4 separate regions of the Mus musculus genome follow, and all the other regions are linked to region 1. A link is a contact called in public HiChIP or PLAC-seq and promoter capture Hi-C data. All regions are on one chromosome and are shown on one strand. Each heading gives the region's core, a stretch centred on a gene start, on an enhancer-like site or on the middle of the called end of the contact. The rest is flanking DNA. Distances are from core to core; before and after follow the strand shown. Region 1 holds the start of Svbp (small vasohibin binding protein). Region 2 holds the start of Tmem125 (transmembrane protein 125). Region 3 overlaps Cfap57 (cilia and flagella associated protein 57). Region 4 has its middle 15 kb from the start of Gm35957.

The links. Promoter capture Hi-C pulls out the DNA fragments that hold promoters and counts their contacts. HiChIP or PLAC-seq counts read pairs in DNA pulled down with a chosen protein or histone mark.
Region 2: an H3K27ac HiChIP or PLAC-seq map of epiblast stem cells shows a contact between it and region 1, with 5 times the contacts expected there. The contact joins the promoter of Tmem125 here to the promoter of Svbp in region 1. A contact is called at or near these places in 1 of 39 promoter capture datasets (liver), 1 of 115 datasets of contacts at active chromatin or transcription factors (epiblast stem cells) and 1 of 9 other capture datasets (embryonic stem cells).
Region 3: a promoter capture Hi-C map of the HPC-7 cell line shows a contact between it and region 1, with 2.5 times the contacts expected there. The contact joins the enhancer-like site here to the promoter of Svbp in region 1. A contact is called at or near these places in 4 of 39 promoter capture datasets (the HPC-7 cell line, embryonic stem cells and liver), 4 of 115 datasets of contacts at active chromatin or transcription factors (embryonic stem cells, forebrain and stem cell-derived neural progenitor cells) and 1 of 9 other capture datasets (pancreatic islet).
Region 4: a contact with region 1 is called in an H3K4me3 HiChIP or PLAC-seq map of bone marrow-derived macrophages, with 4 times the contacts expected there. The contact joins the enhancer-like site here to the promoter of Svbp in region 1. A contact is called at or near these places in 1 of 39 promoter capture datasets (pre-B cells), 3 of 484 Hi-C or Micro-C datasets (CD4 T cells, CD8 T cells and LSK cells) and 2 of 115 datasets of contacts at active chromatin or transcription factors (bone marrow-derived macrophages and memory CD8 T cells).

The regions. Positions count from the first base shown.
Region 1 is chr4:119,193,060-119,196,946 of GRCm38.p6, forward strand. It overlaps Svbp (small vasohibin binding protein), which reads left to right and starts at 2,251. Exons shown (of 3, transcript NM_024462.2): 1 at 2,251-2,427; 2 at 2,813-2,962. The coding sequence starts at 2,849.
Region 2 is chr4:118,541,904-118,545,790 of GRCm38.p6, forward strand. It overlaps Tmem125 (transmembrane protein 125), which reads right to left and starts at 1,823. Exons shown (of 4, transcript NM_172383.3): 1 at 1,697-1,823; 2 at 1,453-1,596; 3 at 698-857; 4 at 1-468. The coding sequence starts at 329.
Region 3 is chr4:118,602,155-118,606,041 of GRCm38.p6, forward strand. The region is part of intron 6 of Cfap57 (cilia and flagella associated protein 57); the gene reads right to left. Among named protein-coding and RNA genes, the nearest start is that of Cfap57, 17 kb to the right of the region's middle. Within about 2 kb of position 2,102, at least 3 of the 459 cell types and tissues checked have an H3K27ac peak or open chromatin away from gene starts, as enhancers often do. A contact at or near this core is called in the HPC-7 cell line, where this site is marked.
Region 4 is chr4:119,736,820-119,740,706 of GRCm38.p6, forward strand. It overlaps a transcript of Hivep3 not described here. Among named protein-coding and RNA genes, the nearest start is that of Gm35957, 15 kb to the left of the region's middle. Within about 2 kb of position 1,777, at least 87 of the 459 cell types and tissues checked have an H3K27ac peak or open chromatin away from gene starts, as enhancers often do. A contact at or near this core is called in CD8 T cells, LSK cells, bone marrow-derived macrophages and 1 more, where this site is marked.

The sequences.
Region 1 (3,887 bases), core at 1,001-3,500:
TTTTAAAAACTGGAGTGAAAACCACTTTGCCGTTTTACGTTTTGCTTTCTTCTGGTACTGGGCATTGAACTTGCAGTCTCTACCACTGAGCACCGTGGCACATGCTCTACCACTGAGCTAGATCCCCAGTTCTCTTGCTTCTTTGAGACAGGCTCACCATAATCTGCCCTAGGCTGATCTTGAAATCATTTTATATGTAGCTCAGGCTGACATTTTCAACTTGTGATTCTCCTGCCTCAGCTTTTCTAGTAACTGGGATCAGAGGCATAGCATTTTAGTCATTTTAAAGTCTACGTACAGAACTATGAACATCGCCATGCGTCAGATTTCTAGAATTCTCTCTTGCAGAATGCACTCTATATCCACTGATCAATAACTCTCTTTCCCCCTCCCCCAAGCTCCACTTTATGTTTCTTTTTTGATACCTCTTAAAAATGGAAGCATGTGGTAATGTGTGTGTTTATGTGTGTGTGCACACTCGTGTGGTTGTGTCCAGCTTTAAGGTTTTGAGATCTAGTACGGGATTGGACTCTGAAAAGAATGTAACAACTCAGACTTAGACTGAAAGCACCTCAGTGCCCATGGAGGCTTCCCAATGGAGGTAGCCCTGGCAGGTCTGGAATTTGCTAGGTAGACCAAGCTGGTCTTGGACACACAGGGACCCATTTGCCTTTCCCTCTGGAGTGCTAGGAGTAAGGGTGACAGAGAGACTAAAAAGCAGGTCTGAATGTGTCTCCAGAGGCCAGTGTCTTCTAAACCCTGTCTAAAATGCTTGTTTAGCACTTACTAGCTGGGTAATCTTGGACTTAACTTTTCCATGCCTGTTCCTGTTTAGAAATCATATTGGTACACATATCTTTATGAGGAACAGGGGACTTAATAATGCAATGGCCTCAGAGTATTGCCTAGAACAGAGGAAGCCCCAAGGGAAGCAGTTATTGTTATTTCTCAGGCTCTTCTCCTCCTTGGCACCTTTCTTGCTAACATAACAAATGAAAATGATAGCTAGAAATTTTAGTTTACACCCTTTTGATTATCCGTGGGGCTGTTTCTCTCCCTCCTTCTCCCTCTACTTCCACCTCTCACACTCTGTGTGTGTGTGTGTGTGTGTGTGTGTGTGTGTTGGCTGATATACTTCTGATTCCTGTGGTGGTTTGAACATGTTTGACTCAGGGAGTGGCACTACTAGGAGATGTGGCCTTGTTGAAGGAAGTGTGTCACTGTGGGGTTGGGGTTCGAGACTATTCTCCTAGCCACGTGGGAGACAGTCTTTTCCTATTTGCCTTCAGAACAAGATGTAGAAAAATGGCTCAGTGGTTAAGAGCACTTGTTGCTCTTGCAGAGGATCTGGTTTTGGTCCCAGCACCCACAACTGCCACAAATGGCAGCTCACAACTGTCTTTAATATCAGTTCCAGGGGATTCTATATCCTCTTCTGGCCTCCAGCACCATGCCTGCCTGCACACTGCCATGCTTCCTGCTATGATGCTAATGGACTGAACCTCAAGACCTGTAAGCCAGCCCCAATTAAATGTTGTCCTTTATAAGAGTTGCTTTCGTCATGGTGTCTTTTCACAGCAATGGAAAACCTAACTGATACAATTTCTGTCCGGCTGAGGGTATAGCTCAGTAATAGAAGGCTTTGCCTAGCACATGCTCTGGGCCCTGAATTTGTTTTGTTTTGTTGAGACAGAGTCTCACTGTGTAGCTTTGGCTGGCCTGGAACTCATTATGTAGACCAGGCTGGCCTCCAACTCATAGAGATGTTTGTGCTTCCCCTTCTCAGTGCTAGGATTAAAGATGTGCACCACCAAACTGGGCTAGGGGCCCTGTATTGATAGATAGATAGATAGATAGATAGATAGATAGATAGATAGATAGATAGATAGATAGATAGATAGATAGACAGATCATTTTTTTCAAAGCTTTCAAAGCATTGTGGTAAACAGGATTCCATTTGATCCTCCTTATAGATCTATAAATCAGGAAGGAAGCAATCAGCAGTCCTGACTTTCTTGATTTAGAACCTGATGCTCAGAATTCCAGTGCTAGCCAATTTCAACCACAGGAATCAGATTCTGCCTTTCAAAGCCTTGCAGTTGTCCCAGAAACTAGAAGCCCGGAAAAGCTTTGGTTACTTGTAAGAATGTCCCTGCCCCAGGCCCCGCCCTCCAGCCCCAGGCCCCGCCCTACTCGCCTCCGATCCCGCCCCTCCCGCTCCGGCCACGCCCAGGTGTGCTCGCTGCGCGGGCGCAGTGGCTCCTGCGGGAGGGGCACCTCAGGCCGCGGCCCCGCCCTCCCCGGCGCGCCCCGCCCAGTCCAAGGGCAGCGGGCTGGGCGCTGCGGTCCCGCGGAAGGGGGGAGCTAGGGTGAACCCCGCGTGGGGGCTTGTCTACGACGTGGCGGAGGCCGTGAGCCCGAGGCCGGGTAAGGAAGCGCACGGACCCCCGAGCCGCCATCTTGCTACGGAGGGGCCGGGCGGGCGAGCGGGCGGGCGGGGCTGGCAGAGGGGGCTGCCGCGGACCGAGTGGCTCGCCCCTCGGCCTCTGAGACCCGGCCCTACCGTACGCCCCCGGGTTGGAGCTGCTTTCTCGGGCCTTCTCATCTGCTGCTCACCCGGGGTTGGTAGGGAAATGGCCAGGAAATGACTACTGTCCCATTGTGCAGGAAACTGAGACTCAGAAGTGAGGAGACTCGACTAGGAACGCACAGCAAGGTGCTGGCAGTGGGACTCCAGGGCACCCTGCCTCACCTGCCAAGCTAGGGAGTTGGGAGAAAGGACTAGCAAGCGGTTCTCTTTTTGTACCATCAGGTCAGAGCTAACCAAGAAGCATTCAGAAGCCAAACCATGGATCCACCTGCCCGGAAAGAAAAATCCAAAGTTAAAGAACCAGCCTTCAGAGTGGAGAAGGCTAAGCAGAAATCTGCCCAGCAGGAGCTGAAGCAAAGACAGAGAGCAGAGGTGAGATGAAGGAGGGAGCTCTGTATGCCTGAGCGAGCTGGAGAGGGTGCTGGAAGAAAAAAAAAAAAAAAAAAAAACCAGCAGAGGAAACTTTACTAGGGGTCCCTGCTTGTCCCAGGCATTGGTCCCCCCAGAGGGAGAGAGTCCAGCCAGGTCCCAAACGGTGAAGCGGAAGCCCAGAGTCACATACCAAGTTAGTGTCAGAATCCCAAGCTGGACCGGGTCTCCAGTTGCCTCCTGGCGCAAAGCTTTTGTGTTAGTGATCTGAGGAATGCATGAAAAGAGAAGAGGGTAGCTATGGGTGGGAGAGGGATCAGGGTGGGAGGAGAAAATGAACAAATGAATGAAGGAGAATGCTTGAAGTGCCAGTGTGACCCGTGACCCGGTACACATGGGCATTTGGTGCAGAGAGTATCTAGTTGGTGAGCGGGATGGAAAAAGCCCTCACTGGAGAAGCCTGACAACCTGAGAATCCATACATATGCGGAAGAAGAGAAGGTCTACATAAAACTGACCTCCACACTTGCTGTGGCACACACACACACACACCACCACCACCACCACCACCACCACCACAGCTACAGCAACAGCAGATTTAAGTGTCTGCTCATGACCGTGTAAAGGCCCAAGCTATGAGCCCACCAGTGTGCTTCTTTGTTCTCTCAACACTTAACAATCATTTAAAGATAAAAGGCTTTAAAATGTTTACATGGCTAAGGAACCACATCCAGACACGAGTATTTTAATATCCAGTATTAGGGAAACGCTTGCTGGTCTTTTCTGCCTCTTTGTTGTGTGTGCTTGTGAGGACATTTAAAGTACAGGAGACACCTGCATATTCAGCTTCTCAGACTGGTAGTGGTTAGTAGTAGTATCGCATTTTCCTAGAATTTTCCTAAGATAAATAAAGCCACATAGAAATGTG
Region 2 (3,887 bases), core at 573-3,072, 650 kb before region 1:
TCGGCGCCTCCGCCGCTGCGCAGCAAGGCCACGTGCTGGGCCTGGCGTATGCAGTTCATATCCTGCACGGCAGAGCTCATCAGCTGCTTCACCAGAACCAGCAGGGCCAGCAGACAGAGCACAGTGCCCACGGCTAGTCGCCATTCGCCGGATCGGCTGCTGGTGGAGGACAGCAGCGCCACACCACCGGCCCCACAGCCAGCCACAAGGATCACGGCCACGGAGAAACAGAGCAAGGAGCGACGGGGCTGCTGGGACCACCATAGCTCCACCTGCTCTGCCAGCACATCTGGGGGCAGCCCCCTGCCCACTGAGGCTTGCTGGGACATGGCTTGGTCAGGCAGGGTCAGGACAGAGGATCACTGTCAGGGTTCAGAGGGTGTTTGTCGTGACCCTGTGTCCCCATCACCTGGTTGCCAGCGAGAAGCCCAGTCTCCTCTTCTTAGTCCAGGCTATGGTTACCCTCACCTGCAGGACAGGATCACAAGTTATTTCCCACCCATCTGGCCCTATAGCCTCATCTGGGAGTCTCAGGGAAGGGCCCCAAGAATCTTCCCCGGGGTCCTCAGGACCTATTCCCAAGAGCTACAACCCTAGCACTGCACCTTGCCAAAGCACCTCCCCTGACCCCAACAGAGTTCCCTCCACCACAGAGCTCCCCTTCCCCTTCAGAGAATCCCCTTGCCCAGCTCCTGACCTCTCACACAGGCTGTCTCGGTGGCCTGTTCCATCCAGGCTGTCGGAGGAAGCTGGTGGTGCCACAGTGGATGACAGGACAAACTGTCAGAGATAATGCCTCATTCAGGATCAGACTCACATGGCCTCAGCTGTCACTGCTGGGTCCTGGGTGGGGGAAGCTATGGGAAAGGGAGGCTGGTGACTTAACCCTTCTGGAACCAGCAGGCTGAGCCTGACCCTTCTCTCATAGGGCTGTACCCTTCCTTCTCTGTGGGTCAGGATCTGACCCCTAACACCGTTCTTCCTCTAGTTCCACCCTATCTCCGTCAGGCAAAAGAAGACGCATGCTCCAAGTCTCTCCTTCCAGTGCTGGTCGTCTCTGATGCAACAGGGCCCAACCCAAATTCCTCATCTTACCCTGAACCTGTTCCTCCTGTGTTCCTTTCTCAAGATGCTGTTACCACCCACCCTCCCTCTCGGCCCACTCCGGGGGCTCCTCAGCGCCTTCTGCTTTTGCCAATCCATGGCCCCAGGGGCTGTCTCTTGCCTCTAAACATATCTCTATCCAGTCCTGTTCTCGGCGCTCATCCAGAACCTGCCTGCTCCCCACGGGTCCATCCCCTGCTAAACGGCTCCACGTGTTCTCTAAGGCAGCAAAAGGAGGACTCAGGATTTGAACCGCAGCCTAGTCCTTCCCATCGTGGGAATGTGGGGAGGGATCTAACAGTGTTACTCATTTAACCTGTTCCCTACAAGACAGGCGGCATGACTCACATCAGGTAAAAATAAAGCTAGCACTGCCGGCAAGGAACCCAACTTCCGGCAGCAGGAGAGACCGATCCTGTAGGTGTCAGCTGCGAGTCCAGGAGGGACGGGAGTGGGGCAGGGAAGCCCCAGCTCACCTCTTAGAGGCTTTTTCTGAAAAGTGAGGACAGAGAAGTTAATTCTGAGGAGTGGGAGAAGTCATCTAACATACTCCTTTTAGACTTCCCACGGGGCAAAGGAGCTCAAAACATACTTTTTTGAGCCAGAGAGACTCGGGGTGAATCAGAACCCACATGGACCACACTGCCGAGACCACGTTTTTACTCCAACGAGACAGAGTAGGGGACCGCTCTGCCCTTTGCAGAGAGGTTGCCTGGCACGCAAGGTGGGTGGGGTAAATGCCCACGCCCCAAGGGTGGTTGGGGGAGGGACCGTGGGCGGAGTCTGTCCCAGCATTCCTCAGGACTGTGGCTTGCTCATCTGAAGGTGCTGACACCGTCTATTGGGGAACGACCCCAGCGTGGGTGGAGGTTCCCGGTAGTAGAACCCGTGAAAAAGGTGGGGGTGGGGCGTATGGGGCACTCACGGGACGCCTGGCTGTGCTGAATCCGATTTGAGCAGGCAGGACCCAGCAGGTTGGGCGCTCTAGGTCTGTTTCCGGGGAGACGCTTCACCTGCCTAACCTGCACCCAGGTGAGCTGGAAGGAGGGGGGGATTAACAGGTGCTGTTTCCAGGGCAGGGCCTGAGCCAATTGGCTGACGTGGCCCTGCGACTTCAGTGGGGCTGAGACATTCCTGGGAAGGGAGGGGCTTCTGTCCGCTGCTGGTAGGTCTGAAACACAATATGCAGATTGGGTCAGCAGGAGGAAAGAATGCTGGCCCTCTGCCCCAGTCTGAGCCCTAGCCCACCCCACAACTCCAACTTAATTTTACCTTCAGCCCCTCCCCGAAGATCTACAGCCAGGCCTGCAATCTTTGCACCCTGAGAGGCTGAGGCAGGAGGAGAGCCAGTAGGAGGTTCCAACTGGCCTGAAACCTCCTCATTCCAGCTGATTCTGGACTTTAGTTCTGAATCCCACTGTATCCTCAGCCCCAGCGTCCAGCATCAGCGATACCCCAAACCTAGCTCCAGCTCTGTCTTAGGCTTTCCCCCAATAAGCCCTTTGTTTATTTTCCTTGAGGCCTCAAGTGAGTGGCAGGATTAGCCTGCCCCATGAGTGGGTAGAGGCCTTTCAGGTAGACAGCTGGAGCTGGACAGTTGGATAAGTTTCACAACTCTTGACAAGGCAAAAGAAGCCCTTGCCCTTCAGCTGGACTGTCCCCCACCTACCTCCGGCCTCTCTCTGGCCGAGTCTGGCCAACTTGAATCATTGAGCTGAAATGCCTTGGCTGATCTGGCTGATCCGACTGCACTCACGACCCGTGTTTCTTCCATATTCATTCGCAACAGATCTTTAGTTAGTTAGCTTTCACCCCTGACCCAGAGGTGTATCCCCAGCCACTGCAGGGATAAGTACTAGTTTACTAACCACCATGACCTCAGCAGCCAGCGGTAGCCTGTACGCGTAGGGTAATCGATAAATGTTTGTTGAGTGGCTGGCTAAATAAAAGTGTGAACTGACTGACGGTGTGACTATTTTGACCTTTGAGCTTTTGGGATGAAACCAGAAGGACAAGTTGGGCCCAGGCTGTGTGGTCCTGGAGGGCCTCAGGGATGCATTTGGACAATGCTGGGTGTCCACAGGGGTGTTCAAGGTGGAACCGGGATATGGTTCAGGGCTCTGCTTCTAATCAGCAAGTCTGGGTCCTAGACACCATGCCCCAAGTGGGCAGAGGGTGACTGGTTGGAGAATGTACAGTTTGTCCCACATCTTCTGTCCTACCCCTTCTGTAAACTATATGTTAGTATGTTCTTCTCTCTGCATTTGATGTGTATTTAAAAAACTAAACAAACCACTACCAGCAGCAGCAGCAGCAGCAGCACCACCAAAAATCCCAAACAACAGAATGAAATCCAAGTCAATCTTCCCCAGATCAGGGCACAGGGTAACTGTGCCTGGCCTGGCTTCCTCTTTGCTTTGTTCGCTGCAGAAGACAGGGAGCCTCCTAAGTCCAGAGCAGCGTGGTCTGTATGTCTAAGTGTCAGCTTAGTTATGTATTTGTTTTACATTTCTCTCACATATTACATCCAAATTCAACTCCAGTTTCCTCTCCTCTCCTCCTCTCAGAGACTCTCCCTCTCGCTCCCTCAGATCCACTCCTCTCTCATTCTCTCCAAAAAAGCAAGAAGGAGGAGGAGAGCCGGGCGGTGGTGGCGCACACCTTTAATCACAGCACTCCGGAGGCAGAGGCAGGCGGATTTCTGAGTTTGAGGCCAGCCTGGTCTACAGAGTGAGTTTCAGGACAGCCAGGGCTACACAGAGAAACCCTGTCTCGAACCCCCC
Region 3 (3,887 bases), core at 852-3,351, 590 kb before region 1:
GAATGTTTTTTAAGTGCACTAATAAACAATGCCAAATTTCTGTCCATGTGAGAGCCATCAACATGAGCAGTGGGTGGGTAGGTGGGGTCTTTTGGGTGTTACACATGTCCATCATCTGAGGCATTTTATTTAGTGACAGAGGAGAGCGATAGTTGGGAAGCTGACAGAGGTGAGCTCGTGCTAGGTTTGTTCTGAAGCCAAGACAAAAGCTGAGATGAGGACTCCTACGTTTATGTCCACCCACCTCCTGCTTTCCTGTCTAAGACAGACACTGCACACCAATTACTCCTTTGTCCCCAATATGTCTGGCAACAGTGTTTCTCCTAACGCTTACTAGTAGTTGTGGAATGTCAGGGAGCCAGTCTAGCAAGCTCACTGGTCTCCCTCAGAATCCATGGCCAGGAACCTGTATGGCCTGCTGATGTCCTGGAGTGCATTTTCTTCCTGAATGTCCATGATACCCGACTCATACATAAATGTATTTTCCTTTTCCAAACCTCACAATCTGGATGTGACACTTTCTCCTGTGTGTAGACCTTTTGGGATGTGAAGCCTTCCTAATGGAAGTTGGTAGGAGTGTTGGTAGGAATACCCGCCTTGCTTCTTGTATTTTGCTCAGCTTCCTGACCCAAAGAGATGTGATGTGAGCAGGCAGCCTCAGCATCAAGCCTTCTCCTCCACAATAAACTGTACCATCCAACTGTGAGCCCAAACAACTCCTTCCTCACCTAATTTGCTTCCTATCAGGTATGTGGTCACACTGGCAAGCAACTAAAATACAGATGCCAGCCCAACGACACCAGTAATAGCAGTAAATGGGAGTGGCCGGTGAGCAAGACCCAGGCTAGGAGCATGCTCAGTGGTGGAGCATGTGTGAAGACCTGGGTCCAGTCCCTACCAGCTTCAAACCTAAACAGATGTAAAAGTCCTGATCTCGAGCTTTGTATGGGAAGTTGTGGAGAGCCTTGCCGTGAGCAATCGCCATTATAAGATGGCGCTGGCTTCCACTGCGCCTAACTAGTAAACAAGTCTTATGCGCAAGTGCAAGAGTGAATTCATGCCTAGTCACTGCCCATCTCAGGGCGTAGTAATGGGGTGATGGGTGAGCAACTAATCAGGTGCTGTCTCGCCACATCAGGTGCTGAAACGTCACGCTGCGGGCTATATAAGTAGCGCCATTTTCTGGGTTAGGGGTCTTCCTGAGAAGTAAGCAATAAAAGCTTTGCCGTAGAAGGATCCGGTTGTCCAAGTGAATTCTTGCCGGCGAGATACTAGCTCGAGCGAGAGGAAGTATATTTTAGAATGAAAGCGCAAAGGTATTGGAAAGGATTTAAAAAGATGAATCATGCAAACAGAAACCACGGGAATGCTGGACTCACCACAGTAATATCAGACAAAATAGATTTCAAAACAGAATACCAGTAGGCACAGCGCTGCATCTTATGACGATGAAAGGGTCAATCCATCAGGGAGGTGGCATGTTATAAACACATGCGTGTTTAACAGCACAGCACCAAGGCATGATGTAAAAAAACTTCCCTGGGGGTGGGGGTGGCAGAGGGGGCAGGCGACAGGTACTTCAACTCCAAGAGCTGAAGATTTCAACAGCCTACTTCCCATACAGGTTAAGACAAACAGAAGGTAACAAGAAGTTGAAGACGTGAACATCGACAGATAGGCAGTCAGACAGACATACATCAGTTGAACATCCAACCCAGAAATAGCAGATTGATTAAGACTCCAGAAACAAACCCAGGTGCCGACGGAGTTTGCCCAAGGTGTTAAGACTTTAAGACCATCTAAACAGAGGCAGAATAGTCCTTTGACAAACAGTGCCAGTTTAATTGCACATCTACATGTGCAAGGATACAGCTTAGTCCTGTTTTAGGGTTTCTATTGCTGTGAGGAGATGCCACGACACAGAAACTCTTGTAAAGGAAAAGAACTTAATTGGGGCTGCCTTAGTTCAGAAGTTTACACTGACCTCATGACAGGAAGCTGGGCAGCATGCAGGCAGACACGGGGCTGGAGAGGTAGCTGAGCAGTCTACATCTGGATCGGCAGGCAGCAGGAAGAACGAGTGACACTGGGCCTGGCTTCTGGAAACCCAAGCCCACCCACAGTGACTCACTTCCTCCAATAAGGCCACACATACTCCACCAAGGCCACACCTCCTGATATAGTGCCATTCTCTGTGAGCCTTTGGGGGCCATTTTTATTTGAGCCACCCCAGGTCCCACACTCCATGTCACACACACAAACTCAAAATGGATCAGAAGAATTAAATCTAAGAGCTAATACTATAAAACTCTTAAGCACAGGGTTAAATTTTCATTGCCCGAAGCTGTGGTGATGGATCCTTAAACATATGCTAATAAGGACAACGTCTAGAAGAGAAGTAGAGCAGTTGGACTTCATCAGAATAGGAGCTCTTAGGAACTACCACGAAAGTGAGAGGATTCTAGATATGATGGTGCACACCAAAAACTTGGTGCACTTGGGAGGCTGAGGCATGGGTCCACAGTCATGTCTATGATGCACAACTTGTAGAGTCCAATAGTAAAAAGACAGCACAGGATTAAGAGATATATTGGATATAGATAGATCTGACTGGAATTTCTTCCAAGAAGATGGACAGATGGGGAAAAAGCACCTGAAGAGATGCTGGTATGATGGCCATCAGGGAAATATAAATTGAAACCATGATGGTGAGATACCACTGTGCAACTTCTGAGATGGCTGTAATCAAAAAGTCAGATCATCACAAGTGTCCGTAAGGATAAAGAGAAGCCTGAACCCTCACAATACCGCCTCTTGGAACTTAACCACTTTCTCAAATGCCCAACATGGAGTTACCAAGTGTGGTGGTTTGAAAGAAAATGGTCTCCATAGGCCTACTGGGAATGGCACTATTAGGGGGTGTGTCCTTGGAGTGAGTGGGTGTAGCCTTGTTGGAGGAGGTGTATGACTAAGGGGTGGGTTTTGAGGGCTCAGAAATTCAAATCAGTTCCCTTCCTGCTGTCTGTGGATCAAGATGTAGAACTCTCAGCTCCTTCTCCAGCACCATGTCTGCTGTACACTGCCATGCTTCCTGCCATGTTGATAATGGACTAAACCTCTGAACTGTAAGCCAGACCCTGTGAAATTCTTTCCTTTACTAGAGTTGCGGTATCTCTTCACAGCAATAAAACCCTAATGAAGACATCAGGTAACCCAGCATTTCCACTATTAGGAAGAGAGATAAAAATCTATGCCCAAACAAAAACTGGTATTGAAATGTTCACAGCAATTATATTCATAAAATAAAAAAAATAGAGATAACTTGAATGACCCAAATTGATTTACAGATAAACAAAATGTGGTATATTAGAACAATATACTGGAATATTATTTGGCCATGGAAAGGTTATGAAGTACTGATACATGCTAGAGAGTAGATGAGCCTTTATGATAGCTTGCTATATCAAAGAAGCCAGTCATCAAAGTCCACATATATAAAGTACCCAGAAAAAGCAAATCTATAATCTATGAAATAGATTATCATTTGCTTAGGATTGAGGTGGGAGGGAGCATGAGGGAATGACAGTTAAAAGGTATGAGTTATTTTCCCTATGAGGTGATGACTATATTCCATAATTATCTGCAGTGCTGGGTTTTCAACTCTGAATAACAAGGCTGCTTACTGTAAACCACTGGGCTGGAGGTGTAGCTCAGTTGGTAGAGTGCGTGCCTAGCCTGCACATGAATCCCTAACATGGTATGAATGGGGAAAGGCGATGAGGGAGAAGCATGAGGGTCGGAAGTTCAAGGTCATTCTTAGCTATTAGGGCTACATAAATCCCTGTCTCAATAGCAATGATTCCCCTACACCCCCTTCCCCAGTATGA
Region 4 (3,887 bases), core at 527-3,026, 540 kb after region 1:
TGGTCCTCACACATGCACGCATGACCACACCCATCCAATACACATGCATATATGGCCCCCCTTTCAAGTCCATTGAGTTTAGCATTCCTGACCCAGTCTTTCCATCTACCACCTGTCCTATGTGGGCCTGTGTGTTCATACTGAACCTGCCTGGACACCTCCTGGGCAAAAAGAGCATCATACATAGATCTACATCAAAGGAGACAGGACTATGGGTTGGGAACCTAGCTTAGTGATAGAATGCTTACCTGGCATGCATGAGGTGCTAAGCTCTATTTCCAGTGCCACAGAAGAGTGATAGAGATATACAGAGTAATCTATATCTTATCACTTCTAACATACACATATGACTATATCCAGTGATATGGAATGGGAAATTTTGATTTGTGTTCTTAAAAGCTAATCTGTTATCAGTTTATAAAAAAGGGGGGAGGGGAGGGATTAAAGGAGAGGTGCTAAGCCAGGGAGACATTAGGAAGCCAAGGCTAGAATCCAGAATGAGGTGATCCAGGCTAAGACAGGTGGTGACATAGGATGGATCCTGGAAGAAATAGACCCCAGATGACAAGCCATATAAACAGCAACTGCCTTCCTATAACAGGACAAACACTCACCAGAGCCACTGACAGAATTGTTCAAGTTCAAGAAACCATTTTGTGTGTGTATCCCCAAAGCTACTGGATGGAATGGGGCTAATGAGAAGCCTCTATAGGAAACAGATCTTCCTTCTTCACAAGAAGGGAGGGTAGCATTTAGCTCGAGTGGGAAACTCCTTCAGTGCAGGCTGTTGTAATTCTTGGCTAAGTCAACACTCATTATTCTAGCCATTCTAGCCTCTGAAGTGTGGAGGTCGCAGAGGGGAGGCCCCGATCCAGAGCAGCAGCCTCACTTCCCCACTTACTGATGGAAGACACAGGCACTCTAGGCACGAAGAGTTGGGGGTGTAAAGGGCGATTATTTTGATGTTGTTGCCCAGAGAAGGGGTGTAAGTCTGACTGTTTTGAAGTGGAACCATTAGAACACGTTGGTATTTCTTTTTCTGTGATTTGGTTGGAGAATGTTCTTGTAGGAACTCTGTTCTCTGGTGACCCTGTTAAACCAGTGCTGGAGAGCCCATGTGCATCCTGTGGGTGCTGGGGAAGTTGCCCACCCCGGCGCTTTTCTTTTCTGCTGAAACTCAAACTGTGTGCTGCTGTGAGAGGCTGGGTGAGATGTTTGAATGACCACACTGACTGGAAAACAGGATAATGTGGGGGAAGCAAATGAGATTTGCACAGGAAACCACAAAGACAGAGAGGATATGGTTGGGAATGCTGAGTTCACTCTTCTCTTGGTACTTTACATATTTCTGGCTTAGAATGCAGCATTTCTTAAATATTCATATTTATAAATTCATAGGTGGAATTATATTGTGTAATTGAACGGGAACAAACTGTATAAATCTCTCTCTCTCTCTTTCTCTCTCCCTCCCTCCCTCTCCCCTTTTCCTCTTTCTCCCTCTTCCCCTCCCTCCCTCCCCCTCTCTCTGCACAAAGACTTTGGTCTTGATTTTTCAATATCTTTTAGGCTGGTGTTTCTCAATAACTTCTGTTTTGTTTTTTTTTTTTAATCCCCTGACCCATTTGGCGCTACCTGGAGACGTGGCTGGTTGTTGTAGCTAGGGTTGGCCTATGTACTTCCTAGCAGTTGGTGGGTAGAGACAAGAGATGCTGTTGACTATTTGTTCTAGGACACACAGCATCATGTCTTTTCTGCCACAGAGAACTGTGCAGCCCAACGTGTCACAGTCGTCAAGGTGGGAAACTTGTCATGATAGATGATTATGCAGATTCTTATCAAGAGCAAGTTGAGGGTCAGGGAAGAAGAAGGGGGAGAAACAGAGAAAGCAAAACTTTCTCTTTGGAGTATCATATCTGACATCCAGAAGGAGACCCAGTTAAGCTGAACTACTCTCTGCCACTGGGAGCTCTCTCAAAAGCTCGATTGCTCAACTCAGTAGTTTGGAACAGGAAGTGGAGGCCCTCGTAGTGGCAGGAAGCTGAAGGGGTGATGATTTGTAGAGGCAGAAGGTTTATATGCTGAGCAGGGCAGCCGGGCCCTACCAGAATGCTTTTGTAAAGTTCTAGGGACGTTTTCAAAGGTTGTCTTGTTGAGGACATTGAATGTGGTGCTGAGAAGACACAGCCTTTGCTCCAGCATTGTGACCTTCTAGAAGGCCATGGGTCTGAAGGCCTGTGTACATTCCAAATCGTCCCAAGAAGACAGCCAACAGCATTTTCAGGTTGCATCTTCTCCCCATGTCTCTTTAACATTCTCTTTTAACTACAGGAAATTTGAAGCATAAATAAAAATAAAGAAAATAGTAAGAGTCTTATCTGTATACTGCCCATCTTCAGTGACTGTCACCTGCAAACTAATTGGGATCTGTATTCCATCCCTGACTGTCCCCTTTTCCTAGTGTTGGGAATCAAACCAAGAGCCTTGCACATACTAGACAAGCTCTCCCACTGAGCTATGTCCCTAGACTATCTAACCCTCCTTTCTCTTAAGTGTGGACATAGAGTAAAAAGCTGCTGGTTTCCTGCTTGGGCAGTCAAGGAGATAAGTGGTTTTGGATGCTTCAGTCTCCCTAGAGGAAAACCGATGATGGACACACCACAATTAGAGGAGCCACGAGGGCTGCCTGTAAAAGGAGTAGGTTAGGTATATCAGGCATGGAGTGAGGGGTGGAGCTTAGCTCTTCTAGGTGAGTGAGCACAAGCCTTCAGAGACAGTTTGTTTCTTTTGAATGAGATGGAGGAGCCTGGATGGAGGAGCACACCTGGAATGCTCTCCTGGCAGAATCCCACATAAGGATCTAGGCACAGAGGCTTGTGTTTCTGGAAACAGCATAGCTACCTCATCTCCTTCCTGCTTCACCCCAGGTGTGCAGGGGTGGTGAGTGCCGAGTGTTCAGGGTCGACTCTGGCTCTCGTCTGGTGGCTTCTTGTGGAGTGGCTCCTCTCTAAAAGCATAAGCTGGAGAGGCAGGCACTTGTTAGTCTGAGAGGCCCTTTGTCCTCTGTCCCTGCATCTGGCAGCAGAGGAAGGCCTCCTTTCCCAGCGTCAGTAGCCTACCCCACACAGTGACAGCCAGCTCTGCCGTTTACTTTCCATTCGAGCTTGCTTGCTTGCTTGCTTGCTTTCCCCGGCAGATTCTCCCTAGCCTGAAGGACCTTGGCATGCCTTTACTTGACCCAGGGTTATGTTGTAATCTACATATAAAAATGGCTTCAAGAGTTGAGAGAGTTCTTGAATAATCATTTAATTAACGTCTATGAATTTTAATTAGCATGGATTTCTACAGACCTCGACCTCCTAGACCAAGTTCATGAGCAGCTATGTTGGTGTGGAGGCCTGGGCCTCTGCAGAGCTGTGATTCCTCTTCTTACTCTGTTTACCGAAAGCATGTATCCTCCCCAGAGGCATCAGCTTGCTATGAACATTCTGTGTAGCTTTTCATGTCTTTCTTGGGGGAAAGTGGCTCTTTGTGTGCATATAGTTTTTAGTGTAGTCTGTGCCAGAGTTACATGCCAGCCTCATTACTTATACTGACGATCTTTCAGATGTCTTCTAGGTGGGAATGAGTGTTCCCATTTCACAGATGAGCAAACCAAGGATCAGCAAGGTTTGAGAAGGCTCCATTGGGGGTAGCACTGGACTTTAACAAGCTGCTTTGGCTGAAAAGCCTAGGTGATTTCTATTCAGTCCATTTCTCCCTCACAGCTCAAGTTGGCAGGAGACTGACAGGATTGGTGGGGGAGGTAGAGGCGAGTGCTGGGAAGAGGGACTGAGAGTTATGGTTACTGCAGTGATGAAATCTTCACACTGAGACCCCTGGGAAACATA